Regions from separate parts of the Mus musculus genome. Here regions 2, 3 and 4 are each linked to region 1. The links are chromatin contacts, called in public HiCAR-type, HiChIP or PLAC-seq and promoter capture Hi-C maps. All regions are on one chromosome and are shown on one strand. The core of a region is the stretch at or near the end of the contact, and the rest is flanking DNA. Distances in the headings are between cores, read along the strand shown.

What was found. Promoter capture Hi-C pulls out the DNA fragments that hold promoters and counts their contacts. HiCAR-type assays count read pairs that join an accessible place to other places. HiChIP or PLAC-seq counts read pairs in DNA pulled down with a chosen protein or histone mark.
Region 2: a contact with region 1 is called in a promoter capture Hi-C map of hippocampal neurons, with 5 times the contacts expected there. The contact joins the promoter of Slc45a2 here to the promoter of Sub1 in region 1. A contact is called at or near these places in 5 of 39 promoter capture datasets (the 3T3-L1 cell line, 3T3-L1-derived adipocytes, hippocampal neurons and 2 more), 3 of 115 datasets of contacts at active chromatin or transcription factors (astrocytes, embryonic stem cells and stem cell-derived neural progenitor cells) and 2 of 9 other capture datasets (adipose tissue and liver).
Region 3: a contact with region 1 is called in a HiCAR-type map of astrocytes, with 2.2 times the contacts expected there. The contact joins the promoter of Pdzd2 here to the promoter of Sub1 in region 1. A contact is called at or near these places in 2 of 484 Hi-C or Micro-C datasets (the N1E-115 cell line and embryonic stem cells) and 1 of 115 datasets of contacts at active chromatin or transcription factors (astrocytes).
Region 4: a BATF HiChIP or PLAC-seq map of CD8 T cells shows a contact between it and region 1, with 5 read pairs. The contact joins the enhancer-like site here to the promoter of Sub1 in region 1. A contact is called at or near these places in 6 of 39 promoter capture datasets (cranial neural crest, frontonasal cranial neural crest, hematopoietic stem and progenitor cells and 3 more), 6 of 484 Hi-C or Micro-C datasets (the G1E-ER4 cell line, adipose-derived mesenchymal stem cells, ganglionic eminence and 3 more), 1 of 115 datasets of contacts at active chromatin or transcription factors (CD8 T cells) and 2 of 9 other capture datasets (adipose tissue and liver).

The regions. Positions count from the first base shown.
Region 1 is chr15:11,994,610-11,997,675 of GRCm38.p6, forward strand. Sub1 (SUB1 homolog, transcriptional regulator) reads right to left here and starts at 1,398. Exons shown (of 5, transcript NM_011294.3): 1 at 1,342-1,398.
Region 2 is chr15:10,999,184-11,002,249 of GRCm38.p6, forward strand. It overlaps Slc45a2 (solute carrier family 45, member 2), which reads left to right and starts at 1,538. Exons shown (of 7, transcript NM_053077.3): 1 at 1,538-2,018. The coding sequence starts at 1,634.
Region 3 is chr15:12,738,403-12,741,468 of GRCm38.p6, forward strand. Pdzd2 (PDZ domain containing 2) reads right to left here and starts at 1,490. Exons shown (of 26, transcript NM_001081064.2): 1 at 1,215-1,490.
Region 4 is chr15:12,584,766-12,587,831 of GRCm38.p6, forward strand. All of the region lies in intron 3 of Pdzd2 (PDZ domain containing 2), which reads right to left. Among named protein-coding and RNA genes, the nearest start is that of Gm41273, 65 kb to the right of the region's middle. Within about 2 kb of position 1,561, at least 22 of the 459 cell types and tissues checked have an H3K27ac peak or open chromatin away from gene starts, as enhancers often do. A contact at or near this core is called in CD8 T cells and stem cell-derived neural stem cells, where this site is marked.

The DNA of each region.
Region 1 (3,066 bases), core at 148-2,647:
TAGCAAAAGCTATTTACCAAACTATCTTCTGCTCTCTCCATCTAAATAAACTTACTAACTTCTACATGGCTTAAAGGTCCTAAAAAACACAAGATTCTGTAAATGCTCAAGAAAGATACATCAATTCCTACCTCCTACATCAAAAAAATTATAACCCAGCTCTCTAAAGACCAAACTGGCATTCAATGTGCAAAATAGGAGGTCAAGGCAAAAGTGAGCTACCCAAATCCTGCCCACGACTCTACACAACTGGCCAGTCCGTTAGAGGTAATACCTAAACTCAGGAGGGAGAAGGCTCCTAACCAGTCCCTTCGCTTTTCCTCTTACTGCTCCATTTCACAACCCGACCTCCAAAATCAAGTTTCCCAAGCTAGCTCGGTCACACAACTACACAAAGCCTGTTTTTTGAGAGGGAATTGCACATAAACAAATCTTTCGCTTGCAAACAGCCAGCCATATCTATCTCCCATTACGAAAAGCTGTCTGGGGAACTAAAATTACTTCAAAGAACCACGTCATTATCTAACCTAAATCTACCCAATAAGAAAACAATGTTTGTTACTGGGAACTAAAGCCAGCCCCGTTCCCTACACTTGGACTTTTAACTTTAATGAGGCTTTACTGGGGTGGTTTCTTGGAGGCCGGGGGGCGGGGGGCTTCGTAATTCGAGCAAAAGGTAACTAAAAGGGGTGACCGTAGTTTATAGACCGACCAGTCGGTGCCCGGGGCTGGGGAATACTGAAAACATCCCAGAGTGCGAGGCTCTCGAGGGCGAGCCGGCGCGTGGCACCGTGGGGGTCGCGGCCAGGAAGCTCCCGAAAGCCCCGAGGCGAGGGCTGGGGCTACTGCCGGCCTCAGGAAGGGGGCGTGGGGCGTCGAGAGCGTGCACAAGAGGAGGGCCTTGCGCCAGCGCCATTTTCTCCTCGCCCCGGAGCCCAGCCATGTTTGCCGAGCGCGCCCCCCGCCCCTCGACCCCGCGGGGCCAGCGTCCCCCGAGGGTGGGGAAGGGATGGCTTCCCGAGCACGGTGGTCCGGACAGGGGTGGGCGAGCGCAGCCTCAGGGCAGACCGCTAGCGCCTCCGCCCGGAGCCCCATCACCCAGTCCGAGGGGCGCGCGGCCATCACCCGCCGTTCGCCTGCCTGCCCGCGCCCACCGCCTCGGCTCGGCTCCCCAGAGCGGCCGCCACACGAGGCCCCGCGGGGACGCGGGCAAGAGCGGAGGCCCTTCCCCCGAGCTGCCGTTTTTCTCCCCACCGGCAAGGAGAGCGAAGGGGGCCGCGGTAGCCTGGGGTCGGCCTGGCCGCAGCCCCGAGGAATGGGCCCGGGGTCCCACGCACTCACGCTCCGCTCCGGCCGACCAAAAACCTCTGCCTCGCTCGCTCGCCTACTCCGGACTGACAGAGAGCCGGAAATGACGGCAGCTTAGAGGCCCTGGCTCCGCCCAATGGCACGAAGGCCACGTGAAGGGGGCGTGGCCTCGCCGCCCAACCGCCAGCCGGCCCTTTCCAGGGCCTTAAAGGGGCCGCCACAGATACTGAAGTAAATGCTCCTGAAAGAGGGAGATGGCACCACAGTGAGATGCCACGCAGCTTGGGCCTGATCTGAAGGAGAATGAGATGTCAATGAAACATAAATGACAAGATCCACGGAGCTTTGCGCTTGCAAATAGCTTGTATATGGTACCGCTCTATAAATGCTGTACTGAAATGATGGGAGCTACTCTGAGAAAAAACAATGTGCTGACCCACTTGCCTACAGATGATTTTCCGTTTCTACCTTTAAGATCTGACTCATGCTGCTAAAATCCAAAGGAAGCAAGCCTGCGAGGCGCACTATTTAATTCAGAAAGTCAAAGAAATCTTACAAATGTCCTTAGCCACGAAACCTTTATTCTTAAAATGGAGTTCTGGGGCTCCAAAGTAATTGTGGTTTGAATATAAAATCTCCCTGTGGGCTCATTCATTGGGGATCTGGTTTTCAACTGATGACCTTTTCAGAAGAGCCTGGATCCTGAGAGCTGTGCCTTAATCAGTGAATTAATGCTCTGATAGTCATAATATGACAGCATTATTACGAGGTGGTGAAAAGTAAGGATGTGTCCTTTGGGGGCTACATTTTTCCCTGGCCCCTTTTGTGTTCCCTTTCCGCAGCATCCTCCTCTGCAGGTTACCATGGACTTGGTGTTCCGCCTCACTACCAGCCTAGAATACAGGAGCTAAGTACTGGAGACAGAAACCGGGAGGCATACTGAATCGCCATACCTTTGTCTAAACACGGATCCAAAGTCTCGCGGAGGAAATCCACTCCACCATCACAAATAACCACAAGCAGGTGGCTTAGAATGTGTACTGGATGGTTTCCTCCTGTAGCCAACAACAAACAGAGTTCTGTTCATCACAAAGGTTTACATACAGCATTTGACAGATAGTGATCATCCTAACAGGTTCAAGAGTTGAAATGATCGTTGTCTTCACATTTAACAGCTGCAAAAATTAATAAGTGATTCAAACCTTGTATTGAATGGAACTACTACCTACTAAGGGTAGTAGGGAAGTGCCCCAGCGCATCCCTACTGAATGCGGGAGTCCAACTAGAGCAACACCGTCATCAAAATAAAGTGAGAGAGGAGTCTTTGTGTATGAAGCTCTAAACAAGGGTGTACTGGCTAGTTTTGTGTCAACTTGACACAGCTGGAGTTATCACAGAGAAAGGAGCTTCAGTTGAGGAAATGCCTCCATGAGATCCAACTGTAAGGCATTTTCTCAATTAGTGATCAAGGGGGAAAGGCCCCTTGTGGGTGGGACAATCTCTGGACTGGTAGTCTTGGTTCTATAAGAGAGTAGGCTGAGCAAGCCAGGAGATGCAAGCCAGTAAAGAACATCCCTCCATGGCCTCTGCATCAGCTCCTGCTTCCTGGCCTGCTTGAGTTCCAGCCCTGACTTCCTTTGGTGATGAACAGCAGCAAGGAAGTGTAAGCCGAATAAACCCTTTCCTCCCCAACTTGCTTCTTGGTCATGATGCTTGTGCAGAAATAGAAACCCTGACTAAGACAAATTGGTACCAGCA
Region 2 (3,066 bases), core at 288-2,787, 1.0 Mb before region 1:
ATATTCTGGGTTTAAATATACACATGAGTTGTGTATAATATTTGGGTGCCTTGATACACAGTTTGAGAAACATCAAATTAGGATCTGCCTCGGGAAGAGCAAAGACGAGGCACACCAAGAATTTAAAGTTCTGCCACCAAGCCTTATTCCTGAACTATTTTTAAAGGCATTTTTTTTTCCTAAAAGATTTTCCCTGCCGGATCCAGTAAGGAAAATGTGACCCACCTGACGTCTTTAAAACAGAGAAAATTTAATTAGAAGAATGCATTTATGATACAAATCAATGTAATATAGTAACATTAGTAATATGTAACAGGCTCTCTCTCTCTCTCTCTCTCTCTCTCTCTCTCTCTCTCTCTATATATATATATATATATATATATATATAAATGAGTAATAAAGGCTCTCATATATATATATATACATATATATATATAAAGAGTAATAAAGGCTCTCATATATATATATATATATATATATATATATATACATATGTATATATATATATATATATGAGTAATAAAATGACATAGTGAGGCTATCCCGGTATGAGCAGAATCAAAGAGCCAGGACTAGACCTAGGGCTGCAGTAACAATAGCTACGGAGAGTTAAAGGGACCCAGCAGTCCAGTGTGGCTACTAGACAACTACTAGATTCATAGTGGGCATTCAGTCAATGCCAAAAATATCTCAGGATGAAGAAAATTGGGACATACTTGGTTTTTTTGTTTGTTTGTTTGCTTGCTTGTTGTTTTCCCACCCCTGACTTTTCACCAAAGCTTCCTGCTGTCCAAGTATGCCTAGAAGCCAGGGAGCAAGGGAACCTGGGAAATGTAGTCCCATAGGGCCAAGTAAAGTAGGCGGTGACTGGTACAAAACAGACTGTATATACTCTATTCATTCAACTCCTGTTTGTTAGCAGATATTTTGGGAGGACCTAAGAGGTGCAAGGCTAGATGCTAGGGATGCCATAACGACCAAAATCGACCTGATCTCTGTCCTGAGAGCAAGACCGGTTAACACAGGATGTAAAAAGCACCGAGTGCAGCGAGAGAGAAAAGTTCACGGAGTTAAGTGACAGCCAGTGGTTGGGGTGAAGACTGGGGCCTGGCACAGTTTTAGCTCTAGTTAATTTGTCTTTTAAGCTTTGGGTAGAAAGTGTGAATTCTGGAAAACAGAATATCCAGATCTATAGAGAGAAGTTTATAGAAATTATTGGATTATTTACATTTTTAGTTAGTCTCTGTCTAAGGAAACTTTATGATTTTTAAGCTATGAAACTAAGAGGTGTACAATTGTGTGTGTGGAAAGACAGACAGAGAGAGAGAGAGAGAGAGAGAGAGAGAGAGAGAGAGAGAGAGAGAGAGAGACTGACTGTGTGAAGGAAGATCTTTAGAGAGGCACAAGCATTCTAAGGACCCCGAGGGCTCACAGCAGCTAATCTCTGTCATGCTTCCGAGTGCCAACGCCCCCTTTGCTTCTCACCGTAACTTGTGATCTTGGAGGCATGAAAGAATTTCAGCCCCTCCTCCAGCCTGACCATCTCTGTTGGTTGCTCTGACAGGCTCCATGTCAGACCCGGTTTGGAGCACAAATCTGAGGACCACGCAAGAAGGCTATTTTCTCCGTGGTCATGAGTGGAAGCAATGGGCCGACTGACACCCATACCTATCAATCCTTAGCCGAGGATTGCCCCTTTGGCTCTGTGGAGCAACCCAAGAGATCCACAGGGAGACTTGTCATGCACAGCATGGCCATGTTTGGCCGAGAGTTTTGCTATGCGGTGGAGGCAGCTTATGTGACTCCAGTTCTGCTCAGCGTGGGCCTGCCTAAGAGCCTGTACAGCATGGTGTGGCTCCTAAGCCCCATCTTGGGATTCCTGCTCCAGCCTGTGGTGGGATCAGCCAGTGATCACTGCAGGGCCCGTTGGGGTCGCCGGAGACCATACATCCTGACTCTGGCCATTATGATGCTCTTGGGAATGGCTCTGTACCTCAATGGAGATGCGGTCGTATCAGGTAAGTGGATCGCACAGATCCCATAGTTAACTGCTGGGTTAAAATGTCATCAGTATTTTTTAATGCCGCATAGAAAATGGCTAGAACTAACGTTCTCTCTCTCTCAGCATGCAGTGACCTCCCTCCCACCTTTGGATGACCCCGAGCCTGGGGCTGAGGGGCTTTTACTTCCAGAACCATCTCGACGCTGCCTTTTATTATTGCAAGGTTTTAAAAATGGGATTGAGCTTATATCTATTTCATCAAATTATATTCTTAAAAATTATTTTTATTTATTTACCAGTCGAAGGAGTTTTGAGCCACTTATGCCTCATGGAAGACTTTGTTAAATTGTCCAGCTATAAGCCTTTGTAACAAACTACCTGCTGTGTACAAATAAGGCCTAATTCTGGGTGCTTAACATTTTAATTGGTTTAGGGCACAGGCCTGTCAGCTCTGGGAGTGCTTTTGCATTGCAAATTCTGGACGAAGAATTTGGTGTTAAAGCAATATTTCTAGCTGCAAATTAGCTACTAAATTCTATGTACTTGGTGACAGTATATTGGAAAAGAGACCCTGAGGGGCACATATTTCAATACCATTTATGCCAGTAGGAAGTGAATGAGTATGATACAGCTCAAGCAGGTACCATTTTTATATATTTAGGAGGATGTACAAATATGGAAGTGTGAGATATAAATAGGAAATATAAGTACTGGAGGTAGGAAAGAGAGGAGAGGTTTATTTTTCTCTTTTATACAGGAATGTTTCAAATATGTTCATATATTACACACCACTCTTAGGTTAACAAAGCAAACTATAAATCAGGGAAACAACTTTATCATTCTTGACAGATTCGGTAGATGGACAGAGCATACAGATAGAACGGATCTTACATAGGTGTTAAAAGCGCTACAGTGCCTGTCTCGATAAACCAAAGGAACTGGAGAGGGTTGGTTGGGGATAGACAAGGTTTTCATTTGTCTGGGCCATTCAAAAGTGTGCATGGAAGGGCGATGGAGCCACAAATTCTCATACTCACTCCCCATACCGGCCAAGTCAGAGTCCT
Region 3 (3,066 bases), core at 240-2,739, 740 kb after region 1:
AGCTCACACCACGGTGTAGCTTTTATAGTAGCAGCAGTTCCTGGCTCATCCAAATAGAAGAAGAAATTCATGGAGCTAGAACAACCACCCACAGCCAGGGGTGTGCTCTGAGAGATTTTATTCCGCCCTCACAAGCAGTCCTCCCACACCACACCTGCCAGCGTGTACCTACCTGGCTCCCACCCAGAAGGCACGGGCCAGAAAAAGCTGACCCAGTAGAAACAGTCGAGACCCTATCGCCCAAGCCTGGAGCAGAGATGAATGTGGGAGGTTCCTCCCCCCCCCCCCCCCCAAGAGAAGTGCTGTGAAGATTCAGGGGTGTGTCTGCAAGAGAAACTCACTTTCTTTGGTCACTCCACAACCACTTAACCTTCAGGAGCTTCATTGTGACTTGTCAAGCAAAACCCATGGAAGAGGCAAGCCCCAGCTCAGGCCTCCACAATGCCCAAATCTCCAGTATATGCCTGGACTCTGGAATGCCCCAGTGTCCGACTTTCCAGTGTTTGCCACCAGCACATGCCAGACCTGGTGTGACTCCAGGGTCCCTTATCAAGAGCTATGCAGAGAGCAGGGCTGCTGAAGGGCCGCTGGTAAACTTCTGTCCAGGGTCCTAGATGCTCCCCCCACCACAATTCAGTCTTGTGCTTCATTGGGAAAGGCGGGCAGGTGGTTTTTTTTTTGGGGGGGGGGACTTCAGGAAGAAATACTTTCCTACTGGAACATCCCTTATCTCCCTGGCAGATGACATTAAACCCCCAAAGATGCCCTTGCTCTTCATGCGGACTCTTTCTCGCGCCACTTAGTGGGCAGGGGGGTTAGCGAGAGATGAAGCGCGGGAGGATGGTCCTTAAAACAGTAACTGGCTAAGGTAGAGAGACAAACCAACACACTGGGATAAGGATTCTTGGCCCGATTTAGGCGTCCCAGGCAAGGCGCCTCCGGTTATCCCGCTGTCTCCATCTCGCTCCGCCCAACCTCTCTCCTCCACTGTGCCCCTCTTACCTCCCACTAGAAGGAAGAGGAGTTTGCGCCACCTAACGCGGGGACCCACTTGGGTGCCCTCACTCGCCTCTTTGCTTGAACTGGGATCCCCACACCCGATTGTCACTGAACTTTCTCCAGCGCACACCGTCTTGGGGTTATCGAGCTCAGCTACCCCGCTAGCCCACCCGAAGCCCCACCCCCGTCGCGGCTGCGGCGCCAGGTCTCTTCACCTGTTCGCGGATCGGCGGAGGCTCGAGCCGCTCCTGGAGCGTCCAGACTCAGGCGCCGCCCGGCGGTGCCGGCGCAGCTACCGCCGCCCCTGCCACCACCACCACCGGTGCTGTTGCCGCGCCTGCCGGGAGAAGCCGCGCCGCAGGGGTTTGCTGGTTGCCGCCGGAGGCGCGATCCCGAGCGTCTTGCGATCGGTGGGGCGCTTGGAGGGCGCCCGCCGCAGCCGCCCCGCCGCGTCCCACTGCCCGCCGCTAGTACGCACTGGCGCTGGGAGTGAGCTTCTCGCTGCGCAGCGCAGGGATGCTCCGAGCCTCCAGAATGGGCGGGGATTCCTTCCCTCTGCTGGATCCGAGGGGCGGGAACTACCTTCCCGGAGTGACAGGCCCAGGGGGCGGGGATTCCCCTGCAGGAATGACAAGGTGGGCGGGGATTCCCCCGAGCAAGCCCCTGAGCGGGGAGGACCGCTCTCCCAGGGAAACAGCAGTCCTAGTGCGCCGGCTTCCTGGGGATCCTGGGAGGAACCGATCCAGGGAGACTGCGGCTCAGAAACGCCATGTAGGCAGGGCTTGGGGCGCCATCTAGGTGGAAGAACTAGAGCTAGGAGGTTTAATTTCCTTTTGCATAGCACTTAACATAGCACATAGCGGAGAAAAATGTCAATTGCCTTATCAGAGATTGGGTGGGGAGGCCCAGGGAGACCGGAGAAAAGCCAACCATCCATCCACTGGCCTCTGGTCCTTAGGATACTTAATATAGTCTTGGTATGAGCATTCCTCGGGAGAGAGAACCTCTTTGCGTCTTAAGAACCTCAGAGCTGTTAATCCTTCAATTAAGCCGCTAGAGGAAATTCCATGGGCCCCAGGATGGAGGATTTGGACGTTGTGAACCTCCTTCTGAGTGAACCTCAAGAGCTAAGGCCAACTGCCCTTCGTTTTATTCCAGGTCACTGGGAAAACGGGAGCCTCTAGCTTTTTGGATGCTTCATCCCACAGATTTTCAGGAAGTCTTCAAATATTTTTGGTTCCCTTTTTTTTTTTTTTTTTTTTTTTGTCATCCTTGTCATTCTGCCTACCACAGGGAGAGGACGATAAGAACATAATAGGGAGACCGCACGGCTCTGCAAATTAAGCTCTCTTGAGAGGAAAAAGCTGGTCTTTTTCAAGTGCTGGCAGATAAGGGTAAAAACATAGGAAAAATTACAAACCTCGGGATCATGAGTTGGTGAATAATGCTTTTGACATTTTCTGCAGAACAGTAATTGGAAATCTTTTGCTTTGAGGGAGGTGAGGATACGTTGGAGCATGGCTAGGCTCTAGATTTGCCCAGCAAAGCATTAAGAGCTGCTCTCTTGGAAGAGCAGCTACGTCACCTGCAGCCCTCATGGAGTGTCCCTCAGCACCAGAGACCAGAGTAGACCCAAGGCGTTTCTAGATAGTATTTTCAGCAAGTGTTGGGGTTCTTGGATTCAGCTTTTCCTTGGCGTTTATAATTCCCAATCCACAGAGATCAATGTCTATACAAATCCAGGCCTGGGTATTATAAACGGCAGTCTTCACCGCCTGAAAGCTTCTCCTCCTGTCTATAGAGAAAACCCTTACCATGCAGAACGGAGCAGTGGATTGTTCTGTGTAGCGCTTAGGAGGTGTTCAATGAAATAGGCACCATTGCCTAGAAAGGTGTTATTAGGATGCCACTAAAAATCCTCCCACAATTATGCAGTGCTATCTGTTTGTTCAGCGATCCCAGGCTCAGCTGCCACCACCCCCTCCCAATCTCAGGAGCCATGAAGAGGCCACCTGTGTCTTTTAAGCCTCTGTACTCCCCACCTGGCACAGCGCTGCTATGCATCCA
Region 4 (3,066 bases), core at 311-2,810, 590 kb after region 1:
GTCCTTACAATACTGGCCCTTCTCAAAGCTACACAAAGTGAACAAGGAAAGATAGAGCCTTGGCTTTCTATTTCTGTGAAAGCCAGGCTGTGAGGTGTCTTGCCTCCCTTCAGAAGTCTCTAAGAGAGGGTAAGAGGTAATCCAGGCACCAAAGCTTGGATTTCAAAGACCCTCTTGTGAAAGAAAAATTGAAAATCACTTGGGGACATTTAGTACCCAAACATGAGAGAACAGAAATGCTCAAACGCGTTCAATACTCAAGTAAGAAAGGTGAAGCAGAAGTCAGCCTTCCTGCAAAAGACTCAGAAATGCCCACGGGGGAGGGTATGAAGTCAGACAGTAGTACTTTAATCACGCCAGATGCCTCCCTCCTTATGCTTCCTAGTGACAGCAATTCCTAGAAGTACTTCTAACAGTTTAGAAGTGGGTATCTGAAGTGAGGCATTGGGGGTTTCCTCTTCCTGGGTGGGAGTGTATGGCCGCACCGGCATTCAGTTCCAAGTCAGGTATCAGCGAAGCAGGTGGTTGGAAGGAAAGGAAGCACATCTGCATGGTGCGCTGCGTCACAGGCGTCTGCATGGTGGGCTGCGTCACAGGCATCTGCATGGTGCGCTGCGTCACAGGCGTCTGGATGGAGCGCTGCGTCATGGATGTCTGGATAGAGCGCTGTGTCATGGATGGCTGGATGAAATGTTGTGTTACTGGCATCAGGATGGAGGGCCATATCACGGGTGTCTGCATTGAGCAGTGCATCACGGGCGTCTGGACGAAGTGTCATATCACAGGATAGAGCACTGTATCAGAGAAAGTCTCCCATCTCATATCATCTCTTCCGTCCCAAAAGCAAGTGGACCCAGGGCTGGGGATGAAGCAGGCATGAAAGCCTGGGTTCAGGCCCCAGCATCACATCGAGCAGGCCTGGCAGTACATGCCTGTGACTCCAGCACTCAGGAGGCAGAAGCAAGAGTGTCTGAAGTTAGAGGTCAGCCTCTGCTGCTATATAGTGAGTTTGTGATCAGCATGGGCCTGTCTCAAAAGCCAAAAACAGTGGACCCTGAAATGTCACTCAATAAATGCCTGTTGATAAGTGTTTACAGACACGGCCAGCTTTTTCTAAGAACTCACTCGATTAGTCACTATAACGCTAGAGACTTGGTTACCTGATTTACCTTAAAAGAAATTTCTGGTCTAGGCAGTAGTGGCACACCTTTAATCCCAGCATTCAAGAGCAGAGACAGGCTGAGTCTGTGGCTAGCCTGGTCTACAGAGTGAGTTTCAGGACAGAGAAACTAGAAGCTGGCGTTAAAGACTCTGGGGACTCCTTTATTCATCTTGAAGAGCCCAGCAGGGTGGGTCATGCAATCACTGTCTCGTCTTCTGTGGGAACTGGGGGGAAGGGCAGGAATGAAAGTTGGGGAAACAGCACATTTTGGTGACTCAGTATGGTTCAGGAGGGGCGACTCAGCAGAGACCTCAGCCTGAAGAGCACAGCTGTGAAGCACACCCAGCTGGGGGACAGACAGCTCCAGCACACTCTCTCACAGTGCTTGATTTCAACCACAAGATGGCAGACGACGGCTCTCAGATTCTCCACTGCCTTGGCCTGGTGGCACTTAGAAATCTAGGGAAAGCAAGCTCCGTGCTTCTTTCCAACAGCAGCAATGACTCTTGTCACCAAGTTGCTACAAGCTACACCTATGAGACGGGAGGTTTTTAGGGTGTGACCCCTGCTTTTGTATGAAATGTAGAGAAACTTAACTTTCTATTTGTTTTGATCACAAACTACAGGATATAGAAAACTATCCAATGCCATTTGTTATTATTTATGGGTTTGAAAAAAAAAAGTTATTGACTCTGAGTCAAAGGCATAAACTTGATCTCTGGGAAGATAGATGACCTCAGGAAAGAACTCCCCCGAGTCTTAGTTTCTTCCGTGATACCAGAAAGTAGGACTTGAATGAGCTGGAAGAGATTCCAGAAACCAAGCCATGAAAAGAACTTGCACGAGAAGGCAGCAGGCTGAAAAGAATGGAGCTGGGTACCATGTGGGTCATGGGCTGTTTCTTTCAGCCTACATCCTTAGGGGAATGGGCTGTTCCACGTGGCCAATTTTCCAGATAATTGAATTGTAAATGCTGAAATTTGTTTTCCTTTTAACTTTCTGCAATGGAAATCTTCTTAGAGAGCATGCTGAGTAAAATTTAACCTTTCGTTAATATCTCTAGGTCACCACCTATAGACTATATATATAGTCTTGCATGGAGTACTAGGTGCCTCTGGGCACACATGCAGGGAGACAAGACCCTGTGCTAAGCGGCCCCAGGGACCATATTATAAAGCTATAATTGGAGAATCTTCCTTTCTCTCTGTCTCCTACTACATCACCACCTGCAGTCATTTCTCCAAGTAACACCTTCTCATACCCTCTTGACACTCTGCCTAAATCTGCTTTAATCCAGACAGAACTCAAGGTTGCCATGGGTAACCAGTCTAAGATTGTACCAACCCTAAATTTATTTTTACACATGATTTGGAGGCAGAGGGGATTGAAGGCTGCTGCTGGCTAGGGCTGATACTCAGCTACTCTTTATTGCATGGCGTGTCTCTGTGCCATTTGGCCAGTCACCTTGAGTATGTCTGGCCTATATCTGCCCAGTGAGATTTTCTTCTGGGATCGTACAGACTCCTCATACTCCAGGAACACATTGGCACTATCGTGGCTGGAGCACTTAAGACCCTATGCCTGTATGTGTCTTTGACTTAAGTGGCCAGCACCCAGACCATTGAAGCTACACAGTAAAATAGCTCACTGCTAATCCAAGGTTTCAATTACTTGTGGTCAAAAAGGTCAAAAACCTTCAGGACAGCGAGATATTTTGAGAGAGAAAGCACATCCACATAACTTACAGTAATCTGTTATGATCGTCCTATTTAAATATTACTTATGGTGGCTAACCTTTCGCTATATTTAATACATACTAAATTTTGCCATAAATATAGCCCATCAGTACAGGGTAAGGGACTGTCCATGGATAAAGGGGACCACTGTCCTGTCACTATCATCTC